Regions from separate parts of the Rattus norvegicus genome. Here region 1 is linked to region 2. A link is a contact called in public Hi-C data. All regions are on one chromosome and are shown on one strand. The core of a region is the stretch at or near the end of the contact, and the rest is flanking DNA. Distances in the headings are between cores, read along the strand shown.

What was found. A called contact is a pair of places that touch in the nucleus more often than the background predicts.
Region 1: a contact with region 2 is called in a Hi-C map of liver, with 2.7 times the contacts expected there. The contact joins the promoter of Otub1 here to the promoter of Macrod1 in region 2. A contact is called at or near these places in 11 of 12 Hi-C or Micro-C datasets (the A7r5 cell line, the Rat2 cell line, Schwann cells and 6 more) and 1 of 1 datasets of contacts at active chromatin or transcription factors (oligodendrocytes).

The regions. Positions count from the first base shown.
Region 1 is chr1:213,821,933-213,827,786 of GRCr8, forward strand. Otub1 (OTU deubiquitinase, ubiquitin aldehyde binding 1) reads right to left here and starts at 2,747. Exons shown (of 7, transcript NM_001106332.1): 1 at 2,665-2,747; 2 at 839-900; 3 at 536-634. The coding sequence starts at 2,722. It also overlaps a transcript of Macrod1 not described here.
Region 2 is chr1:213,672,406-213,678,448 of GRCr8, forward strand. It overlaps Macrod1 (mono-ADP ribosylhydrolase 1), which reads left to right and starts at 3,072. Exons shown (of 11, transcript NM_139337.2): 1 at 3,072-3,446. The coding sequence starts at 3,155.

The sequences.
Region 1 (5,854 bases), core at 1,497-3,996, 150 kb after region 2:
ACTATTTTCACCCCAGGGTACAGTCCAACCTCCACTGCTCCCAGCCTCTGGGGTGACTGGTAAAGACTGCCTAAGTTTGTGTGATGCAGCAGGTACACAGAGAAGGCCTGTCGTTCACAAAGATCCAGCAGCCAGACTATAGGACGGGCCTCTATGACCAATCTACCCATCCCAATACCAGCGAGTTTGGCCCCTGGCTGGCTCCTGAGCTGTCAGTGCCCGCCCAGCCTGCACCTGGTCCCACCTGAGCATCACGTACCTCAACCTTACAGCCACCCTACAGGAAGATGCTTTCACTGTCCCTATTTTACAGATGAGGACACCCAGGGCTCAGAGACACTGAAGGACCTGTCAAGAAGACAGCTGCTGAGTGGCAATCTGATGTGAATGGAGGTCTCAGTCCAGAGGCTGCACACTTCAACAACTAGCAATAGGAGGTGTGCCCCCCCCCAACACCCAACCCTCTCAGACATTAGGCCTGACAAGAAGCAGGGCTGAAAGAGGCTCCCTCCTGCCCCTCTGGCCAGGATCCCACCTTGATCTTCTGTTGGTAAATGTTGTCATCCTCAGCATACTCCTTATACAGAACTGAGAGTTCCAGTCGCTCTGACACCAGAGGATTCTGCACAGCAATCTGCAGGGAGGCAGGAGATTGACTAACCCATGTCTAACACCTACAAAAGGGGTGCTGGGCTGGTCATCCAGTGGCACAGCAACCCCCATAAAAGCATGAAGTGCCTAAAATAGACTTGAGAGGGGAGGGCTTCAAAGTAGACATTAGGCCTCAGGCCCACAAAGCCCTCAGCTACTCCCTCCCCAACCTTCTTCAGCACCTCACCTCTTGCTGAATCCGGTCTTGCTGAGCCATAATGGCTTCATCATAGGCTAGACAGTTAACACCTAGAAAAAGGAGAAAAAAAGAAGTGCCAACCAAGGGTTCCTGTGGGGTCTGACTATCTCAACAGCAGGCAGCTTTGGCAGAACAGGTCAGGAATCTAAGAGCCTATGCCTTACACCCCACTGTGTATTCTTAGAAAAGTCCTTCCCTCTTCGAGTTCTCATCTCCTCATCTTTTGAAGGTAGCTGGATATGGTGTCATTTGGGAGGCTAAGGCAGGAAGACCACAGGTCTGTGTAGCCAATCTCTAAAAAGGAGCAGCTAAGCATCACAGTGCACGGCTGTTAAGTCCCAGCAATTGCAGACCAGACCAGGATGCAGAAGCCTAGGAATTAAGACATCAGCTCTGCAAATATGGCAAGCCTTTATCTTGGAAGAAAAAAATAATAGGGCTGGGGTTGAGGCCCAGTGGTAAAGATATATTTGTCCTGTGGGTATAAAGCCCTGGTTTCTATTTCTAACAACCTCAAGAAATAAGTAAATACAAATAAATAAAATGACAATGTAAAGATCACCCCCAAGCTCTCCTGCAGCTCCCTGCTTTCTATCAGCACTCTGTAGCATCTTGGGAATGCTCTGGGGAAGGGAGCCTCTGGGAGAAAGCAAGATGAAGGGGTGGTGCCCTAGGTAGAAAGTAAGCCTGCACTTTATTGAGACACGCCCTTTGTCCTTCTGTGGTCCCATGTATGCTCACTTTCCAAATTAAAGAAACAAATAGAGAAATGACTCCATCTTGTCCAAGGTCAAAGGTCATAATGAGCAAGTCCACATTTGCACAATTTCAGCCTGAGCTCTTGGACATATCACTTGCCACTTAACTATAAAGCCCTCTCCCCTCACTGGCAAAATGGATTAATGCCGTTACCTTGATCCCATCATCAAAATATGCTGGGATTGTGCCAGCAGCAACTACTACCTAAGCACTCTCTTGAGTTATCCATGGATTCAGGACGTTCATTCTGAAGACTCTAAGCAGCTACTGTAGGAGTCAGGAGACACTAATTCTAGTCCTGGATCCTTCTTAGATGTGATGGAGAACAATTTCTTTCTTCGTATCTGGGTTTCCTAGCCCTCAACCTCTAGTATGTAGTGTGGAGTTAGAGTAGGGTGTGCGTGTATTGGCTTTTTAAAGCCAATCCTTTGGGGCCTGATTATTCCAAGTTCTCAGCTGAGCTTCTCACCATGTCCTAAAACGGGACAACCCCTAGAGCCCAAGTTCTCGGTAGACAGGGAGAAGGTGTGACCAGTTTTTGTTTTTTTTGTTTTTTTTTTTAAGGACCAGGGATCTAGGAAAACAATGCCTGTTCAAAGGAGCCGGAAGGCCAGAACAAGCTCTAAGGAAAAGGGCCGCCAATGGCATCCAGAACGGCCCACCAGGGACTTCGTCCTTGGAAGCCCGGCGTTACTCAACGCCTTTCAGCAGCTCCGGCAAAGGCGGGCCGGGCCTAGGCCTCGGCTAGACTGCGAGGACTCAGGCGGGCAGACTGCGGGAGCCAGCCGAGGCCGCGGTACCGGCGGAGGCGGGGCGGTCCAGGCCCCGCCCCAGGCGTGCGCGAGAGGCCGAGCCCGGGCCCTGGCCGCCCCGCCCGGCCGGGGGTCGCCGCGGCCCTGCTTCCATTGTGAGGGGGAGGGGAGAAGACGTGGTGAAGGGCTCCGTCGCACGCTACGCCCAGTCCCCGGGGCTCTGCCTCCCCGAGCTCCTCGGGAACGACCAGCCAAGGCTTGCCCCCGCTACCCCGGGCAGAACATCCTTCCCTCCGTTCGTACCTTCGGAATCGCTGCCCAGCGGCTCCTGCTTCTGCTGCTGAGGTTCCTCCGCCGCCATCTTTAAACAGCGCTGCACTGGCGATCGCTTCCGGGTTATTAATTGCCCTCCTCCCGGAAGGGAGCCCCTCCTTGTGGCCCCGCCTTCGCAACGCCCCTAGCAACAGGCTCCCTTTGGCGGTTGTCAGGGCCTGGGCTGCTGCTGCTGCCCTGGGGAGCTTAGGGGCTAGAGTCCTCGGGAGAAGCGGATGGACCCAACGCACGCTTCCACACTTCCACTTTCCCAAAGGTCCTGGGGTGCTAAGGACCTCCTTGAGTCACTTCTGTTTTCTGTATACTGAAGTTTGAAACGCAGGTTGTGTAACTGAGATAAAGAACAAGATGGAATTAAAGACACTAGAAGGTTGATCACAGCTGCGAATGCATTCAAGGTACTGGGCAGTAGCTGCAGTGCGGAGCCACTACAGGAAGAGGTGACAACCTTCTGACGCCCTTCGGAGCCCCGAAATCGCGGCCTCTCGCCTCTGACCACTGAGCCTGTTCTCTACAGGCTTTGAAGACCTGTTTCCAGCACGGAGAGCATCTTCCTTTGATATCAAAACCAAAAGCCTCGACCTAACTTTGGCTATATGTCCTCCTATCTGAGAAAGCAGAGCCATTTAAAAGCGTGGACTTGAGTCCATAATGCGAACACGTGAAAGCTGGAGACATGGAGGGTCAGGAGTTCAAGGTAATCCTGGAGTTTCAGGCAAGGCTTGGTTGTTTTGTCTCAAACAAAACCTGTGCCAAAAAGTGGCCGTCCTTGCTAACTTTTGCCAAAGCTACCTATTTTCTTTGGGTTATGTCTCCATTCTGAGAAATGGATACTCCCATTTGCAGGTCCTGTGTACCCAGAAAAGCAAACACCAGCGAGTTTGCAGGAGAAGGCATTTACTTCTTGATAGCACAGCTATAGCTAGCACTGAGCCACAGAGACTCCTTTTACCCTCCAGAGTAGAGGTCCTTGTCCTGACGAGTCCCAACCCCAGCTCCTATATGGACTCCTTAGTCCAGGAAATAGAGGCCAGGGTGGAAAAGCTCTCTTCAAGATTAAGAAAAATCAAGTACAGGCTAGGCATGGTGTCTGCCATTAATTCCAGTACTAGGGAGGCATGTGGATCTCTGAGTAGAGGCCAGCTTGGTCTACAGAGTGAGTTCCAGACTCCAGACTAAAGAGAGAAACCCTGTCTCAAAAAAAAAAAAAAGAGTGGGGAGGAGCCAAAAAGAAATCGTGTCCTTTGTTATCAGCTATCATTGGTATTGTGTCTATAATGTGTGGAAGGCTGTGTGTGCCGAGGTGCCTGTGGAATAGAGCACAACTTTTATAGAATCCGTTCTCTCCACCTTTATATGGGTTCTGGAGGTGGAACGTAGGTTTTCAGGTTTGTATGGCAAACACTTTACCCATTGAGCCATCTTTCCAGCCCTCCTCTTTTATTTATTTTTTTTCTTCAAGATTTATTTGTGTATGTACATGTACCATATGCATGACTGGTGCATGGGGAGGGTCGAGGTGGAGTTAACAGTAGTGTGAGCCACTCGACCTGGCAGTGATCCTTCTATAGTGAGAAATTGGAAACCAGAGCCTCAGTTTATAACTTTTTGAAAATGTTCACTTATGGGGCTGGAGAGATGGCTCAGCGGTTAAGAGCACCGACTGCTCTTCCAGAGGTCCTGAGTTCAAATCCCAGCAACCACATGGTGGCTCACAACCACCTGTAAAGAGATCCAATGCCCTCTTCTGGTGTGTCTAAGACAGCTACAGTGTATTCATATATAATAAATAAATAAATCTTTAAAAAAAAAAGAAAATGTTCACTTATTTATTTTATGAGTGCTTTGTCTTGATGCACACTGAAGAGGGCATCAGATCTCATTACAGATGTTTGTAAGCCACCATGTGGTTGCTGGGAATAAACTCAGGTCTTCCGATGAGCAGCCCACTGAGCTATTCGGCCCCCAATATATATTCTATATTCTTTTTTTTTTTTTTTTTGGTTCTTTTTTTCGGAGCTGGGGACCGAACCCAGGACCTTGCGCTTCCTAGGCAAGCGCTCTACCACTGAGCTAAATCCCCAACCCCCCAATATATACTTATTAAACATTTTTGTCTGCGTATCAGTATGTAGGAGGGTCAGAGGACAAATTCTCTCCTCCTATCACGTGGATCCACTAAGCATTGCACCCTCTGAGCCCTCGCCTCTTCCCCTAATCTATAACTTCTCTTAATAGCATCTTTGGCATCTGGTTTGGGGGTTTGGTTTGGTTTTCAAGACAGAGTTTTTCTGTGTAGCCCTGGCTGTCCTAGAACTCTATAGACCAGGCTGGCCCCGAACTCAGAAACTCACCTGCTTCTGCCTCCTGAGTGCATGTGCCATCACTGTCTGGCTTTACTGTTATTGTTTTGTATCAAACTTTCTAAATGATTCCCAGGTAACTTTGGTTTTTTTGTTTTTTTAAGATTTTTTAAGAAGAGGGCATCAGATCTCATTACAGAAGGTTGTGAGCCACCATGTGGGTGCTGGAATTTGAACTCAGGACCTCTGGAAGAGCAGTCAGTGCTCTTAACCACTGAGCCATCCTCCAGCCCTATTTAAACCTTTCTTAAGTTGCTTTATTTACTTAAGAGATCAGGATTGAACCCAGGGCTTCTCAAACACTACGCTCATGTTCTCCTGCTAAATCACATTATCAGTCAAATCCTTGCTTTCATTTTCTATTTCATACGTCCAGGTTGATTTCCAACCCATTCCTGAGTGCTGGGGTTACAGATGTACACGACCATGCATGGCTTGCTTTAGCTCTTGTCAATGCCCGTTTATCTGGTGGTTAGCAGCTATTCTCTTATTCCCAAACCATCTGTCCTGCACCTTTCACCACTTCCTATCTTCTGACATCCCTAAGCACATAAACCTCACTTGCAGACTCGCCAATAATCCCTGGCACATCCTGACACGCTGTCCCTGCCTCCCAATTCACAAATCCACAAATGTCCGAAGTCAGTGACAAAAATAGGCAACACAAAGTTGGGCTGCTGGCTCAGATCTGTAATCCCAACACTCAGGATGCTGAGACAGGAGAATTACTGAGTCCTAGGACAGTCTGGCCTACAGATTTAAGCTCTACCCCAGCCAGGATAGCAGTGTCAACACCT
Region 2 (6,043 bases), core at 1,822-4,321:
CCTGGAACTGACCTCATTCTTCGCATGTACTTAGAATGGTATAAAAGCAGGCTGGAGAGAAATAAACCCACTTCAGCCTCAGCACTGGCTGAAGTCATGTTATAGTGTTGTCTAGTTGTCTTTTTCTTTTCAATTCCCTTCCTTGAGACCCGGTTGACTGAGCTGGCTTGGTCAACAGAGGTTGCAGTATGCACAGGGCCTACATGAGTCTGGATGGATCCCAGCACTGAGGGGGAAATGGACGCAAGCCCCAGCCCTCAGCCCAGATACTATCTCCAGTACACAATTGCTTGTAAAGGAAAAAATTATTTTCTCCAATGGAGTCTCCTTACAAGCCACTGCTAGGGCTCCATCATGGACTGCCAACACAAAACAAACCCAATAATCTTTTAGGAGGTCCCTTGTCTCATAATGCTTTGTCTCAGCATCAACTTTATCTTTCTATTTCTTCCTTACAGATACTCTCTCAGCGAGTTTATGGGATCTCTCTGTGTATGAACGAGAGCCTCTCTGCATCTACATGCTCTTCCTGTACATTTTCTTTGGCTTTTTCTTTTTTCCTTTTCTTTTTTTTCAGAGCTGGGGACAGAACTCAGGGCCTTGCGCTTGCTAGGCAAGCGCTCTACCACTGAGCTAAATCCCCAACCCCTTCTTTGGCTTTTTCTCTCCTGGTCATTTCTTTGCTTGTCCCTTCTCTTTTCTTTTCTTTTTTTTTTCTTTTTTTTTTTTTGGGGGGGGGCGGGGGAGCTGGGGACCGAACCCAGGGCCTTGCGCTTGCTAGGCAAGCGCTCTACCACTGAGCTAAATCCCCAACCCCCGCTTGTCTCTTTTCTAGTTTGTTTGGTTTTATTTTATTATGTTTTTAGATGCCTGTTTGTATTCTAATGAGAGTAATGAGAGAGGGGGGGGGGATATGGGTGTATAGAGAGTCAGTGAGGATCTGGGAGGAGTTGGAGAAAGGGAGGAGAGAGGGAAATGTAATAAGATTTTATTGTATGAAAAATATCCTTTTGGGGGGCATTCTAGACAGGATTATCTGTGTAGCCCTGGCTGGCATTGACTTGTTCTGTAGACCAGGCTTGTACTGGTCTGTCCGCCTCTGCCTCCTGAGTGCTGGGATTAAAAGGTATGTCACCACACCTAACTATCAATTAAGGGGGGGGGGATGAGGGCTGTATCTAGTGTGGACTAGGTGGCAGGGGTTCTGGGTATCCAGAGTCCAGGAGCTGAGCCCCAAGGGCATGGATTTCAGGCCATCAGTGGAAGGCAGCCTTCTTCTTAGGGGTCAAAATGTCTTTTGGGTGGGACCTTTGTCTTTTCCCAGAGTCCCCTCCCAAGTCTTTGGAAGGATGGAAGGCAAAGTGAAGGCCCTTCAAGCTGTCCACACTAAATCCTGGAACCTGTGAATATGGCCTCAGGGAAAGGGAAACTGAGGAAGCATAAACCAGCTAGCTGATTGTGGGCAACTACTGACTTTTTCCTGGATCCTGATTGGGCCAGTGTAAGCACAGCCTGGAAAATGGTAGATGGAGAAGCCAAGAGCAAAGTCCCCACCACATAAAAGATGTGAGAAGCCTGAACCATTGTCAGACTGCAGGAAGGAACTATTGGAAGGGCCACATGACCTCTGGCCACTGGGAAATCCTGGGACAAGCTCTCTTAGAGTTTCCAGGAAGGAATGAAGCCAGAGACATGTAATTCTGGTGACTTACCCCAGAGTCTTGTCTCACAAGAACTTAAACTGAGAAGTCTGCATTGTTTACGTTGCCAGGTTTGTGCTGAGGATTCAATAGGAGGGTCATTCACTTCGCTCTCTTTCCTTTTTGTTTTGTTTTCCAGGAGCTAAATCTTTATTTGAAAAGTTTTGGGAACAAGGTCTGGAGAGATGGCTCAACCATTAAGGCTGGCAAGAACAATTTGTAAGAAATCTTATGTTCGGGTGTTTTCCTGCCTGTGTGTTTGTGCACTACTTCCATGCCTGGTGTCTGGCAAGGCCAGAAGAGGGCGTGGCATCCCTTGGAACTGGAGTTACAGATGTTTGTGAGCCACCATGTGAGCTCTGGACCTAGAATTCTGGTCCTCGGGAACTGCATCAAGGGCTCTTAATTGCTGAGTCATTTCTCCAGTCCCAGGATTTAAATCCCGCCCCATCTCTCTCCTCTTTCTTTTGAAATAAAAAGTAGGGTCTCCCTGGGTTGTGGAACTGAGTATGAATAGTGGCTAACCTGGAACTCCTGACCAACCTCTCTGCCTTTAGAATGTTAGCGTTACAGGCATATGTCATTAAGGAATACGAGAAAAAAAAATGATCCTATTTAGTTCACCGGAGTGTTCCTATACACCCAGATTCATATTTTCTGTGTGTCTCTGTCCCTCTCTCCTTAATATTGTTAGATTGACCTGTTGACTGAAACAGGGTCTTACGATGTGGCTGCCCTGTTAAGTCAGGCTGACCCTAAACTTTCCTACGATCCTCGGCCCTCACCCTCCCGAATGCTGGGATTGTATGCCCCACAACGCCGGTTTGGCACCTAGGTTTCTTCCTTTCAAATCTCACTAATGTCTTGCTGGCTACTGTGGAATTCAGTAGGAGCCGCTTGGCCCTTGGAGCTTATGGAAGGTCTAGCTCTTCCGGCCATCTCTGCTAGGCGAAGTCGCCCCAACCTGACACATAGGTCCACTGCACATATTACCTCCCCTTGGCAGGCTGGAACCTGCAGCTGCTGTGGACCAGACGCAGAGCTGGGTGATGTGTAGGGAGCCAACACAAGTCCAGGTCTCTCTATGCTTGAAAAACACGCGATAGGGACCAAGCTGCGTTTTGAGCTACGGCAACTAGGCGAAAAGACCCAGGAGCCGAGGTAGGCGGAAAAACCCAGGCGCGGAGTGCCTTGAAGGTTGACTGCAGCCACCCTCGAGAAGACAGACAGGCTGGGTGCGCACGTGTGTGTACGAGTGCGTGAGCGCAGTGGGCCCGACTGGGACTACAAGTTCCAGAGTGCCCAGCGGCGCGCCGCCCGCGGTCTCTAAGCAGGTCGCCACGGGCTGGCACGCGCCACTCTCGTCCCAGAGTAAATAAGGGACCGAGCGCGACTCTCCAGAGCACCGTAAATAGAGTCCGAGTGGGCGGGGAGCAGCCCGGCACCGCCTGCTCATGTCGCTGCAGAGCCAAGTGTCCGGCCGCCTGGCACAGCTGCGCGTGGCGGGGCAGCTGCTGGTCTCCCCGCGCCCCTGGCCCGGCCGCTCGGCGGGTGGCCCGCGGCCCCGTGGCAGTGCGTACGGTCCCCTGGTGGCGCTGGGCCAGCACGGCTACTGCGCGTGGCCTTCGGCGGGAGTTGGGGCGTGGGGGGCGGCAGGGCGTGGAGCCTGGGTGCGCACCTGGGCCCCCCTGGCCATGGCCGCGAAGGTGGACCTGAGCACCTCCACCGACTGGAAGGAGGCCAAATGTAAGTGTGAGAGCAGGGCGTGGGTCTCCCCGGCCGAACGGCACTCCACGAGCACCTGAGACACTTGGGAACCCCCTCAGCCCACATCCATACCCAGCTCCCACATCAGGTTACCCCTTGACTGAACGAGTGGGGAAGGCGGTCTCACCTCAGCAGTGGTCCCCAGGAGCCCACCCCCCGACCCTCCCCCCGTCCCCACCCTCCCACCCCCGAGATCCTTTGGGACCTGCCGCCCTCCTTCATGCATGCACAGGAGGAAAACTGAGGCCCAGGGCCAGAGTCCACTTCCCCAAGGTCAGGCTGGGAGTGTGCAAAGGCAAAGTGTGGGAGCTTGGCCTATCAGGTAGGGTCAGATAGCCCCAAGAGTGGCAGCTCGGGTGTCGGCTTCTCTGGTAGTATGGTAGGTGCCCGTTTTGCCCTCCTGCTGGCTTCTGGCCCCTTGCCAGCAATCTGCCCCTTCTTGAGGGACTGGCCTCATAGAACTTGGGAGAGCAGGCTGACATCGGGCGTGAGCTGTTGAGAATCACTAACTCCCCAAAGAATGAAAGTATTTCCCCTCCTGGACGGGCATGCCAGGAAGGGGCCATGGGTCCTGGACGACCTAGTCTCTAGCAGGAATGCAAAGTGCAGAGTCCCAAATAGCCCTGAGTGGCAGTCCAGCTGCCCCTGCCTTTCAGCGCCAGTCCCTCCTCTATTACTCTGAGCGGATCCTCCTCCCAATGAGCGGCTAATGCGCCTGCCTTATTGGCTGGGCCACTGGTGGGCGTGACCACGGGGGCTGGGCCACCTGGGTCTCAAGCAGGGTTAAAGGTAACCTCAGATTGGTTTTAGAAAAGAGAAACTCCCTCTTGTTGCACGTCCGCACAGGATCCTGAAGCACTTGGCGGTCCTCTTTGGAAGCAGTCAGAACTTACCACTCTCTCACCCTTGGCCGGGAGGGAGTTGCGGTGCTGGTCCAGAATTCCAGCAGAGGGAGTTAGTGTTCCTCCTTAGAGTCCCGCTTAACCACAGGGAGCAGCAACCGAGGGAGATGGGGCAGTACCAAACCCAGTGTAGGGTCTGCCTCTATTTCTAGTCCAGCCCTTCTCCCCTTAGCTCCCCTTTCCTTGGTGACCCTGAAAACCAGCCTAATCTGGGAAAGCTGATAGGACCTGAGGTTCCTCAACTGCTGGACTGATGCAGTTTTCTCCCCTTCTCTGCCAAGCTGGGTCTGTGTAAGTCAGGTGAGCTGGTCCTTGAAGCTCTGGAGAATCTGAGCGCTACTTGCCATTTCCGGTGGGTTTATCGGGACTACAGAAGCCAGCGCTACTGTGTCTAGCTTTTAGGCTTTTGCATGGGTTCTGGGGATCAAATTCTGGTGTCTAGGCTTACATAGCAGGTGCGTTTACCCACCCACTAAGCCATCTATCTCCTCGGCCCTCATTCAATAAACTTTTACCTATTGGGGCCAGCCGTAGGATTCAGCAGTGAGTGGCCAGGCAACAGTCTGTGGAGAAACACTATGGTGGCATAGTCCTCTGTGCACATGAAGAAACTGTGGTGGCTGGGGCCACCTGAGCTGGGAAGGTCAGAGGTGGCCTATCTGGGACCTGAGGTAAAGCAACCAGCTGGGGGAGGGCATTCTAGGTTCAGGCAATAGGGCTAGACTTGGAGGAGGTCGTCCCATTGTGACCAAATGCAGTCCAGAGGCGCTGGTGACAGGGGCTGGGTGGTGAGACGAGGCCTCTCAAGTTTCAGGTACCTAGTGTGTGGAAGCAGGTGCTCCAAGCTTCCATGGCCTGGGACAGCAGGCTCTGAGCGTGGAAATGTGGGGTGGTCTGGTCTAAATCTTCCTTTTATTTGTTTTATTTATTTATTTGTATATTTGTTTGTTTGTTTGTTTATTTTGAAAGAGAATCTCTATAAGTCCTGGATGTTCTGGACCTTGTTATGTCAACCAGGCTGGCCTCAAACTCAGAGCTCTACCTGCTTCAAAGACTTTGGTTTTTTGTAAAGAAAAAAAAAAAAAAAAAAGGTTAGGGTTGATGCCACACACCTTTAATCCCAGCACTTGCTTGGTAGAGGCAGGCAGGTCATTCTGGTCTACCAAGTGAGTTCTGGGCCAGCCAGGGCTACAGAGTGAGCCCCTGTGTCTGAAAACAAAACAATAATCAAAGTCGTCCTCCATAGCCCAGGATGGGCTGGACCTCACTCTGTGGTGCACATGGACACATTATGACCTCTGTATAGTATGCTGTCTTCATGTACCATGTTTGGATATCCATTCTTCTGCAGACGGGCATTTGGGCTTCTCGTGCATTAAGTTACTCAGACGGTTCTGACACGAGTCTCTAATGGAATGTGTGCTCAGGGATATAACTAGATGAGGACTACATCTAGATGATTGCTTTCCTAGGTGATTTTCTGTCAAAGACTGGCACACAGAGTCACACGAGATTGATGTGTAGGCAGTTAAGGGTGGAAAAAAAATATAACAGCAGGGGGTGTGGAAACTCCTGGGCCTTTGGGTGGGGGCTCCTCACTTTTTGGGAAAGTCAAGGTACAGTCTTGGGGGTTGCTCAGTGGGACACACTCTCATCCAGAGCAGCAGTGCGTTA